2 separate regions of the Arachis hypogaea genome follow, and region 2 is linked to region 1. A link is a contact called in public Hi-C data. All regions are on one chromosome and are shown on one strand. Each heading gives the region's core, a stretch centred on a gene start, on an enhancer-like site or on the middle of the called end of the contact. The rest is flanking DNA. Distances are from core to core; before and after follow the strand shown. Region 1 has its middle 14 kb from the start of LOC112717924. Region 2 has its middle 7.6 kb from the start of LOC112719308.

Region 1 (5,729 bases), core at 960-3,459:
TAAATTTTGCCCATATCGCGTATGCGACTCTTGTCTCCGTAGCGACCCCTTGGACAGGAAAGCCTTCCCGTGTCATGTGGTACTGCCCGCATACGTGAGCCTGTAAATCCTCCTATTTTGCGTACGTGTGCGCACTCCTGCATACGCGGGACGTCTGGGCAAAGCTCAGGGTCCACGTCGCATGTGTGTTCGCATACGCATGTCCATCAAAAGTCGTAAAAAGCTGTTAAGTTCTTTAGAAAGTACTTTTACACACCAAACTTTCAATGAGAATAACTTTTTCGTTAAAAATTATTTTTTATCAGTTCTTCGAACAGCATAAGCTTCACAGACCCAATTTAATTTAAAACAAGTTTGAAAAATTTGAGAGACCAGAAGCTAAGTTATGGCCCACCAAAGTTGATTACAAATCAAGTTTTTATCAAAATTACCAAACCCCTATTTTTACCAACAACCTCAATCCAACCCAATGTTTTACACATCAAAACAACATTAAACTCATTCAACACAGTTTCATAATCATTCCATATCTTCCATAACATATCAATTCTTAATGTTTAGCAATTCTATCCCAACAATCCTTCGTCAAAACTATACAACAAATCAACACATTAACATTTACAACTCAAAATCATCATTATCATCAATTATCATCACGACTCATGACAACTCAACATTTCTACCAAATATCACTAAACCATATCAATTTCACGTAGTTCAACTTATTCTACAGTCAGCTAGTCTAAGTTTTCACGTTACATTATATATTATCTACGAGAAACCAAAACCATACCTTGGCCGATTCCTCCCTAATGCTCGGACACCTCAAATTTCACCGTTCCTCAAGCTTTCACTTCACCAAGACCACACCAAAGTCGGGTTCCCAGCCTCCAAGATTTAAATCAACAACTCAACCACCAATTGAACTTCAAATCAACGTAATTCAATCTATTGTCACATTATATCGTTATAATCAACCCCAAAGCTTACTAATTCAATAATTTCACAAAGGGTTTGAGGGTTCTTATCTTACCCATGGTTTAATTAGATAAAATCCAATAATTATCCACCACTAAAGTATTCCTAAACTATCAAAATCCCAAAATCTCTCAATACCAAAATCCAAATTCATGGAAAAGGGGAGAATAGAGAACTAGACACAAAAATATCAAATTCCTTACCAAAATTTTGACATGGTTTGGAAGAGAATTCCGAGACGAATGTATGACCGCTAACGGCTCGTCAGTTGGAGCTCCGGATTGAAAGTTATGAAAGAAAGAAGATCAGAGTGAATAGTGACATAGGGTTTGCCCTCTAATTCACCATTGCAGCGTGATTCACATGAGGGTGGGGTGTTTGTGGCTGAAATGCCATATTTCGGGTTTATATATGTTAGGCCTTGGCCCGGTTTAGACTCGGTCTAATTGATTCGATCCGTTGGACCGTTTTTATGTCAAAAACTTTAAAATTAGTGTCGAAATTCATATTTTAAATATTTTTACTCTTCTAACTTATCAAATTTAATTTTCTAGCTTCTTTGAATAATAATTAACTTATCAGTTAATTATTTATTAATTTTCTAGATTTTACACTAGGTCGGCCAGGGTCATCGGGAAAGCTTGTATCGAATCGCGTCGGCAGCTCCTTCGAGGTTCATCTTGGCCTCGAAGGTCGTTAGGTGTTTCTAGGGGTCTTTGGTACCGTCATATTCCATATCAGTTTGGTTTGTGAAAACCTTTAGGTAACTTAGCCCTTAGGTTCCTCTCAGTGAATGAGGTGGCTCCAATTATCACGTGATCTCTCCTTGTTCGTTTGGAATCTTGATGGTGTCTTCTGTCTTCGTCGTCGTGTCGGCACTTTGGTTCCTGGGAAACACTACGATTCTGGCATTTTCCATGACGCCCGGGTGATCTTTCATTCCTGGTTTTTCGTCGTGATTGACTTCTAGAGGTTGCTTGACTTGCGTGTTTCGAGTGGTATCGCCCTTTGGAAGTGACCCGGCCTTCAAGGATTTGTACTCTTTAGTAGAGCTCTTGGATTGCTTTTTCTCCTAGTCCGTCAGGCGTTTGGGCCTTATTGAGGTGGTGGTCGTCTTCTTTTGGTTCTCGCCTGTCAGCGGTGGGCTGGCGATGCATGGTGCTGGTTACCTTCCTGTGGGTTGGTGGAGGGATATCGTTTCGTGGTTCCGACATTCTATCGGGTGGGTCTGATTCGCAGTGATAGCCTGAGAACCGCTCCTTGAATTCTTCCATCATGTCACCGAGGTTTTGGCAAGTCCCCACAGACGGTGTCAATGTACTGAGAGTTGTTGGCACGCATAGTGAGATGGATCAGGGACTCGCCGACCTTGAGTGGTGATAGGACCAGATCTTCTCGAAGCGGTGGGGTGTAGTACCTACAAAAACTCTCTGACACTCAAGTCAAAATAGATCTGAGAGATATATGTGAGGGTTAGAAATATGTGACGTACTCTCTTTTTATAATAGGCATTTGTTTATCTTTTCTTATCTTATTTAAGATAAGAAGGATACTAGATTTTGAATGTTGGTTAGGAGTTTGATTATTAGGCCGGTTTGGAATGGAAAGGAGGCCCAAATCTGAGCAACCGTGTTAGAGACTGCTCTGATGAAAAAGCAGGAAATCAAGTCTAGAATAGGATGTCTGGAGAATTTTGGGTCTATGGGGCTTTCTTGTGAGCATCACGTGCCTCGTCATTAAATCTATTTATAATCATAATTAACTTCTATTTCACCTAAACACATATTTATGAGCCACTGTATTTGACAAATTTTCACTCAAAATATTTTCAGGCCACATAACATAATTATATGAATAAACTATTATTTCTACCCATGAAAGTCTTAAATGCTGACAAATCTACTTATGAAAAAAAACCTGTAACCATAAAAAATGAATTCCATATGATAAAATTAACTAAACACTAAAAAATCACCTAAAAATTTTAAATGACTCTTTTCCTCATCCTAATTAATCTCACTCTCGTCCTTTTCAATCCCTGCCTGACTATCCCAACACCACCACTACCATCGTCACCACCATCAAGTTAGCAACATCTTTGCGTTTTTCGTCTACAACACCAGCAATTTGCAGAGATAAAAACAAAGCCAATTTTTGAACTACGACCAAATTCAATATCAACTGAAGAACATTCGGAGATCACAAATCATCTATCAAATCGAACAATTTAAAAGTTGAATACTTTTGATTTTTCCTCAGAATCAATTGAGAAAGTGACTAACAACATTGAATGACGCTCTAATCCTACCAAAAAAGGTAGAGAGGAAGTCTTTGATGGTGACATCAAAGAAGGAGTAGCGCAACTATTTGAACCAAGGGAGAAAGCAGAGCTGAGACCACTATGAAACCACTAATCTCGTATACACACGCGGTGGTTATTTAGCGTTGCTACGAAGGAAAATTCCTTGGAAGAGGCAATGGCGCACACAACGATTGTGGTGGAGAGGTAGTAACATCGAGGAGCACAACAACATCTTCGTGTTCTTCGTCTACAACAGCAGTTCTTCCTCGCGGTGGACCTTGAGAAGGTAATGAGAAACTATCACGACGGAGAAGACAGAAGGTTGGCGGGAGGCAGGGAGGTTGGACCTTCGATGTCTCTGAATTGGCGGCCAATAGCTGGTCCTTTATAGCGAATTCGGTCCCAAAGTTAGGGGAGGCTTCACTGCTACAGTTGGAGAAGGCGTGAGGAGTGAGGTTAGAATTAAGGTTAAGAGAATGGTAATTTGGAGTTTTTATGAGATTTTTTAGTGTATGGATAATTTTGTTGTACGGAATTCATCTTTTATAGTTACAACTTTAATTTCTTTTTTTTATGGGTAAATTTGTCAGCATTTAGAACTTTTATGGGTAGAAATAGTAGTTTACTCTAATTATATAAACTAAACAATTATGCTATGTTTGATGATTTTTAGTCGTCCAACAAGTAAGTTGACAGTTAACTCACCTATTCACTTAAGTAAGTGTTGCAGATTTAAAATTCTCCTTGTATATGCAGCAATTAATTAGCTAATAGTTAGATTTTAAATGAAATTTCGATCTGTACTAAATTAGTTATTGATATACCGAGTTGAGAGATATAGTAGAAAACTAAAATTAGTAATTTAAAATTACTTTTATAAACAATTACATAAATCATTTACCAATAACTAAGTTTTAAGAAATAGAGAAACATTTAGACATATATCGTTCTTTCTCCTAGTATAATACGTTCTTTCCATCCTTTACTATAATTAATCGTCGAAATAAATTGTCTATAAAAATTGTTAATGTAACATTTTTATTTTGTAACGAAAGTGTTGGTCATCTTACATAAATCGTGTAATTAATATTCACCTTTATGTAAGATCCGTACATTTATTATTTATAATCGAAGTTGTTAGAAATCTTTGATTTGTCCAAATAACAACATTCACCTAAATGATGAAATTGGATTACATATTTAATTTGCATGTTATTTTCAAAGATGACTTTCAATACTCGATTTGACTTAAGCAAGGAGCATCTCTCGTGTGCATGGGAATCTAACCAAACTTTCAACAATGTGCAAATTTATGGGTTCTTTTAGGTGATCTCGCTTTGCCTCAAATTGGCAGAAAAAACAGTTGATTATTTAGGGTTTGCTTTAATTTTGGATCTCAAAGGATTCTCTCTATATATATAGCTCCTTAGCTATTATTCAAGTGAGTTACTTTGATTCCTTCTTTTTAGTCTATAACCTATAAAAAGCATTAAAGAACTCTCAACTTTGTAGTTGACAATGAAAAAGTAGATCCTCACTAGGATTCATATACTTTGACATTATACTTTCTCCACTTCTAGAATTTTGTTCTGAATTTCTATTTCAACTAATCAACACCTATTTCTATTTTTTAAACCTTTCAGTTATAAAAGATGGGTAACCTATAAGGCTGCGTTTGTTTACACAAACAGGACACTGAGACAGGGACACTGAGACACAAAATCATGTTTGGCAGAGAAGACATGCACAGAAACAATGTATTCAAAGACATTGAGTTAGTATATTTTGTATCCATCCTGACAGAAAGGACACAGAAACACTAACAATGGACACAACTTATTTTTTATTTTTTCTTTCATTATTCTTGTTAATTTTTCATAATTATATTTTTTATTGTTATATTTTTCATCTCAAATTTTTTGAATGAAAAAAATTGAGAATAAATTAAATTTTTATAATTTGTTCTAGTTTATCATCAAATAGAATACAAGAACACAAAATTTTATGTCTTTTTCCATCAGTGTCTTGTCCTATCTTGTTCTCAGTGTCTTATCATATCCTGTTCATAGAAACAAACGCAGCCTAAATTCCTAATCCAAACTCGTCTTTATTTATGTTTTTTTTAAATAGTTGTTAGTCTCTAAATTTACAAAAAAAAAACTTTCTCACAAATTTAAAAGTTTTTAGGACCATTTGGAAAGCTTTGAAAGTAGCTTTTTTGAGCTTTTGACTTATGAAAAGTAGTAGTATTAATGTCTGGTGTAATATTTAAAATCAAATTGTAGCTTTCTAAGAAATTATTTAGGAGTTTATAGAGAAGTTAAAAAATGATTTTTCTCATAATGTTATTACTTTTTATCACATTTCTATAAAATAAGCACTTTAAAACTAAAAACTCAAATACAAAATAACTTATTTATAAGTTACTTTTAATATAGTCATTTATTGT
Region 2 (6,661 bases), core at 3,353-5,852, 71 kb after region 1:
GATTCAATTTTGGATAGGAATTCATTGATGAATAGATCCATCTCTTGATCAACCTCTTCATATTCTTCAATTTCGATATACACCATGCCAACTTTTTCCTCTTGGTAGCTCTCTTTTGATTTACTCTCTTTCTTATTGCTCACCAAGGGTATGAGTGGTTGTGCACACTCTTCTACAACTTCAACTTCATGTCCAATGGGAGAAGATTCAATTGTAGATAGAAATTCCTCCATGATTGAATCTATTTCTTGAATAGCCTCCTCATAGTCTTCAATTTTGAGATGCTCCGGAGGTTGTTGGAATTCACATGGGGGTTCCACATTGATGAGCGAATAATTTATACGCTTTTTGGCATTGTTTTTAGTATGTTTTTAGTATATTTTAGTTAGTTCTTATTATATTTTTATTAGTTTTTATTTAAAATTCACTTTTCTGGACTTTACTATGAGTTTGTGTGTTTTTCTATGATTTCAGGTATTTTCTGGCTGAAATTGAGGGACCTGAGCAAAAATCTGATTCAGAGGCTGAAAAAGGACCGCAGATGCTGTTGGATTCTGACCTCCCTGCACTCGAAGTGGATTTTCTGGAGCTACAGAAGCTCAATTGGCACGCTCTTAATTGTGTTGGAAATTAGACATCTTGGGCTTTCCAGCAATATATAATAGTTCATACTTTACCCAAGATTTGATGGCCCAAACTGGCGTTCCAAATCAGCTTCAGAATTCCCGGCGTTTAACGCCGGAACTGGCACAAAAGTTGGAGTTAAACGCCCAAACTGGCACAAAAGCTGGCGTTTAACTCCAGGAAAAGTCTCTACACATGAAAGCTTCAATGCTCAGCCCAAGCACACACCAAGTGGACCCCGGAAGTGGATTTTTACGTCATTTACTCATTCTTGTTAACCCTAGGTCACTAGTTCACCATAAATAGGACTTTTTGCTATTGTATCTGTATCTCATGACACATTACACGTTTCTTATTGTATCTTCTACGGCATGAGTCTCTAAACCCCATGGTTGGGGGTGAGGAGCTCTGCTGTGTCTTGATGGACTAATGCAATTACTACTGTTTTTCATTCAATCACGCTTGCTTCTATTCTAAGATATCACTTGTTCCTCAACTTGATGAATGTGATGATCCGTGACACTCATCATCATTCTCACCTATGAACGTGTGCCTGACAACCACCTCCGTTCTACTTTAGATTGAGTGAATATCTCTTGGATTCCTTAATCAGAATCTTCGTGGTATAAGCTAGAATTGATGGCGGCATTCAAGAGAATCCGGAAGGTCTAAACCTTGTCTGTGGTATTCTGAGTAGGATTCAAGGATTGAATGACTGTGACGAGCTTCAAACTCTTGAGGGCTGGGCGTTAGTGACAGACGCAAAAGAATCACTGGATTCTATTCCAACCTGATTGAGAACCGACAGATGATTAGCCGTGCTGTGACAGAGCGCGTTGAACATTTTCACTGAGAGGATGGGAGGTAGCCATTGACAATGGTGAAATCCTACATACAGCTTGCCATGGAAGGAGCCTTGCGTGAATGAAGAAGAAGACAGTAGAAAAGCAGAGATTCAGAAGATAGAGCATCTCTAAAACCTCAACATGTTCTCCATTACTGCAAAACAAGTATTTATTTCATGTTCTTTTACTTTTCACAATTAAACCCGAGAATTATTGATATCCTGACTAAGAGTTACAAGATAACCATTGCTTGCTTCAAGCCAACAATATCCGTGGGATCGACCCTTACTCACGTAAGGTATTACTTGGATGACCCAGTGCACTTGCTGGTTAGTTGTGCGGAATTGCAAAAGTGTGATTGCAATTTCGTGCACCACACATCTCTTAGATCTTGAACCACTTTCTTCTTTGTTTCATTAACCATGGGTCTCTCCAATTGTTCTATTACTAGTACCGATTCTTCTTTTTTCACCGGATTTTCCAATTTCTCCTTCATGCTTTGCTCTTCCTTTGGTTTTTCACATGGGGTTACGGAAACAACTTGAGTATTCAAACATTGGTGGGCTAAGGTGTGCACCACCTTGGTCAAATTGGTCATAAACTCAAGTGTATCCCGCTTCATGGCTTCTTGTCCTTGAAGTAACAAAGTGACAGAATCGTCTATTGGGGCTTGGGGTGAGTATGAAGGTTCATTGTTTTGGAGCGAGGGTTCATGGTAAGAAGGTGGTTCTTCTTGGTAAAATTATGGAGGTGGTGTGCATTGAGGTGGTTCTTGGTAGTAATCTTGATAGGGTTGTGGTGGTTCTAAAGGTTCTTGCTCATAATGATCATGAGGATATGGTACGGGTGATTGGTGATATGGTGGATATGGATCATAGGAGGTGCTTGGTGTGGAGAGGCTTGTGAGTATGGTTGAGGTTCATGTTGAGGATCAGATTCATAGGCATATGGTGGTGGTTGATTGTCACAAAAAGAGTCACCATAGCCATTGAGTTGACATGCATTAGGATGTGAATTATACCTATATGTATCCGGAGGTTGTTGCCAAAAGAGGTGATCAATTCCTTGAGGCTCCTCCCATCTTGGAGTGTTCCATCCTTGGTACATGTTATCATTGAAGTGCACATTTCCTACAACATAATTAAAACCAAACTCATAGCCAAAGTGAGAATTCATTATGAAAAAACAAAATAGAACTAACTAACCTAGTAGTCAAACAAAGGACAACTATTTATACTATTCACATATATACAATAACCAATAACATAACACCATTGCAAGTCCCCGGCAACGGCGCCATTTTGCTGATTGGATTTTTGACGGTTTAGAATTTCACAAATGAAATCTCGTTGTAAAGTATAGTCTCTAAACCAACAATAATCCCTTCATACAAAAATTTTGTTTATGACAAGTACAAACCCCTAAAATCTATAAACCGAAGTATTTAAACCTCGGGTCGTCTCTCAAAGGACTTGCAGGGTAGTGTTCTTGTTATTGGTTTTGAACTTGTTTATTTTGGGGTTTTAGATGAGAAACATGAATAGTAAAGGATAATGAAATTTTATTAACAAAATGGTCTTGGCAAGGGTTGGTTGTCAAGGGTCTTCATCATTATCACTAGCCAAAAGTATGGTAGTTGCAAGGATTAATCCCACTTAGTCATCCTTAAGTCAATTAACAAAGGAAAGTCAAGTGAGTTATATTAATCCTAGTCCATAAATCCTAGCTTTTCACTAATTGGATTAATGAAGGCTAGAGTCAATGGCTATCAACTATCAATCAATTGGACACTAGTAATTCAAGAAATCCTAACTTACCTTCTCAAGCCAAGAACATAAAATTCTATTCTAACATTCTTCCAAGCATTTCATCAAACACTTGGAAGGCACAAAAGGAAAGTATAGTAAATCACAACAAGAATGAATTCTAACTACAATTAAATGCAAAGAATTAACAACAACAATTAAGGAAATCACAATTATCATGAATTACCTCAAATTGCTTTATTAAACGAAAACAAAAGAACAAGAGTATATCAATTACAAAATCTAGAAACAAAATAAGAGAAATTACAACAAGAGAATAGGGATAGAAAGAAGAACCAAAGTGTAGCAATCACCAATTGAAGGTAGAAGTAGAAGGAGACTTGAATTAAATCTAGAACTATGTGATCCTAATCTAACCCTAATTCCTAATCCTAGAGAGAAGTGAGAGATTCTCTCTCTAGAAACTACTTCTAACTAATCCTAATGTGTAAAAAATGAACTAAAGTGAGATAATCTCCTTTGCTCTTCAATCCTTGGCTTTAAATAGCAGTTTAGGCGCCAAAGTTGGTTGAGATTGGGCCCCACAACCCTTCAGAATTCGTTGGCCACGTTTTCATTAAAAAATCATAAACCAGCTCTGACGCGTACGCGCACAGCACGCGTACGCGTCCATGGGGTAATCCGCAAGGTGCGCGCAAGCGCCAGGTGCGCGCGCTTCCATGGGCGAGTTCAACTTCTTTGACTTTTCATGATTTCTCCACTTTGCATGCTTTCCTCTTCACTCCTTTGATTCATTCCTAGCCTTTTCAATCTGAAATCACTAACAAACATATCAAGGCATCTAGTGGAATCAAAAGTGAATAAAAATCATCAAATTAAAGGTCTAAAAGCATGTTTTCACATCTAAGCACAAATTAGGAGACAATCAAAAAGTCATGCTAATTCATTGAATAAATGTAGGTAAAAGGTGTTAAAATCTCTTAAAATCAATACAAGATAAACCGTACAAATGGGGTTTATCAACGGGCCGTCGAACTCGCCCTACTCAGGCGGGTCCCTCCTCCTTCGCGAAGTTCCTCCGATGTGGGGAGTCACTCCATGTCTACTCCAGGGTCCCCACAGACGGTGCCAATGTTCGTTACCTAGCGATCTCGGGTATTCGAGTGGAAAGGTGGGTAAGCGGGATCCCAGGTGGACTTGGAGCGGGCGTGGAGGTACGAACAGAAAGTTGATGATGCCGGAGGAGGAGATAACGAGGGGGTGGCTACCTGCAAGGACACTCCAACGATCAAGTCAGTGTCTGTACGAGGTGGTAGCTGAATTAGGTAAAATGTGACGTACCTCGGGGAGGGAGTTGACCTCTCCCTTATATACTGTGCTGGATGGGCCCATGAATGACCTAGCCCATTGGCCGAGAGGCTGCCATGAGCTGTCCCAGTCCACGTGGGAAGAGCAGGTCGTCTCGGACTTCAGGTCGGGGCTTCGGGCACTACCCCGAGAATGCCGACCGGCGCCCTAGGTTGTACGAAAGATAAGCCGGGTGTGTCTCGGGTCAGGTGGTAGGACCCAACTCGTCGGACTCTTCTTGCCGTAGGTGGTTTGGGCCTGGGTCGGGGTGGTGCCCCGACCCGGTGGCTAACTGGGCTGGACTCTTGGCGGTCTGTAACACCTGGGTAGTAGCAAGGATAGTGGTTTGTCCCGCTTGCTCCAGATCGGTGAATATGACGCCTAGGTATTACCAGTAGTAGTGGATTATTCCACTTGCCCAGGATGAGCTTTTTAAATACCCGCCTGGGTAGTAGCGGTAGTTGTGGTTCTTTCACTCGCTCTGGGTTAAGCGGGTAGTAGCAAGGGGGTTGTAGCTCAGACCCACTTGCTTCACAATGCGTGTTTCTGTCCAAGGTTAGCTACCAAGACATGTCAGGTTGGTGACAGATGATATCATTAGCCGTAGGACAGACATTCATCTTATGCATTTGCATGTTTTGTTTGAGTTTGAATTTGTTTTGGTTTGCCTAATATGCTTATCTGTTATTAACTGGTAATTGTAATACTTGCTGTAACTGCTCCTTAAATGTGTTTGTCTTGTATTATTTGTGTCTATGTTGGTTCTGTTTTGAGATTGAGTGTTGGTAAACAAATTAATTCCTTAGATGATAGTGTGGTTAATTATATTTGGGCCGGAGGCTGAGATTGATTATGTTTGGGCCGGGGGACGAGGTTTGATTATATTATGTTGGGCAGGAGGCCGTGACTTGATTCCGTTCTAGGTCGGAGGGGCTTTATTTGATTATATTATTACACATTATTGAAATTTGGAATTTTTTATGATTTAAAGAAAAGAACTTTAAATTTGGATAAGTAAACGTCAGGTTTTCTTTCAAAATATTCATAAGATAACGATAATCACTGAGCTTGAGAACAGTTTCTTATTAAATATCTTCTTATAACAAATTCTAAAAATCCGTGGTGAGACCGTGTGGTTAGGTTCTCACCCTCCTACAGTTTTATTTTTTCAGGACGGACGAAGAAGCTTGCAGAATTTTAGTTAAGTATTTAGATATGCTGTTTCTGTTTGTTTACACATGTTATAGATTTATCCCTCGCGTTTATTACTAAAATGTTGTAAGAGGGATAGGAGTTGTATCTTTTATATGTATATTATATTTATTATCTACTTATGTAAGAAGTCTTGTATATAAATATATGTTTGTTTGTTTTCAAGATAAAGTAATTTTTATCTGGTTTTCAAAGAAATCAGCGATACGGTTTTGAGTCAAAGGATACTATTTTATTATTAAGTATATGAAATAGTCAAAATACTTACTATCAGAATAGCGTAGCAGGAAGCGTGACATTCTGACAGTAAAGGTGTTACAAATTGGGCTGTAGACGCCGTTGTTGGTAAAGGATGGCATCAACAGCTAGAATTTCAGCAGGGTTTCCGTTGGCAGTAGCTTCACCAAGTTGGTTGTGCTGATCAAAGTTTGCAACACTGCTCGCCGCGATGCCGATGGAGCAGATGTTGTGTTGATTTCTTTCTTCTGCGACGATTGCATACTTTTGGTTGTAAGCCTTTGTCTAACTGCCCTTGATGACATTATTGGATCCACATACAAAAATCAACCAATGAAATCAAAGTTTTTTCTCCTCATGTAGAAAGATATTAATCCAAGATTTTCTTTTCTTTGAATGGCTAATAATGGTGGTGCCAAAGAGATAAAGAAAAAGTTTATATATATAGATAGTTTTTATTTTCTCATAATATCCCTTAAAACTCAACAACTTAAAGATTAATCTCTTACAAATTTGATTTTATTTAAAATTTTGTCGTTGACCAATAAATTATTGTATATACTAGGCAAGATTCCAACTTTCAACACTGATGAGTGAGTTGACCACTCAAACTATTCGATCAATTCAAAT

What was found. Hi-C and Micro-C count contacts between places; a contact is called where the count stands out from the background.
Region 2: a contact with region 1 is called in a Hi-C map of leaf, with 3 times the contacts expected there. The contact joins two enhancer-like sites. A contact is called at or near these places in 2 of 8 Hi-C or Micro-C datasets (both in leaf).

Annotation. Positions count from the first base shown.
Region 1 is chr10:108,767,157-108,772,885 of arahy.Tifrunner.gnm2.J5K5, forward strand. No RefSeq gene overlaps it. Among protein-coding and RNA genes, the nearest start is that of LOC112717924, 14 kb to the right of the region's middle. Within about 2 kb of position 2,210, at least 1 of the 3 cell types and tissues checked has open chromatin away from gene starts, as enhancers often do.
Region 2 is chr10:108,835,474-108,842,134 of arahy.Tifrunner.gnm2.J5K5, forward strand. No RefSeq gene overlaps it. Among protein-coding and RNA genes, the nearest start is that of LOC112719308, 7.6 kb to the left of the region's middle. Within about 2 kb of position 4,603, at least 1 of the 3 cell types and tissues checked has open chromatin away from gene starts, as enhancers often do.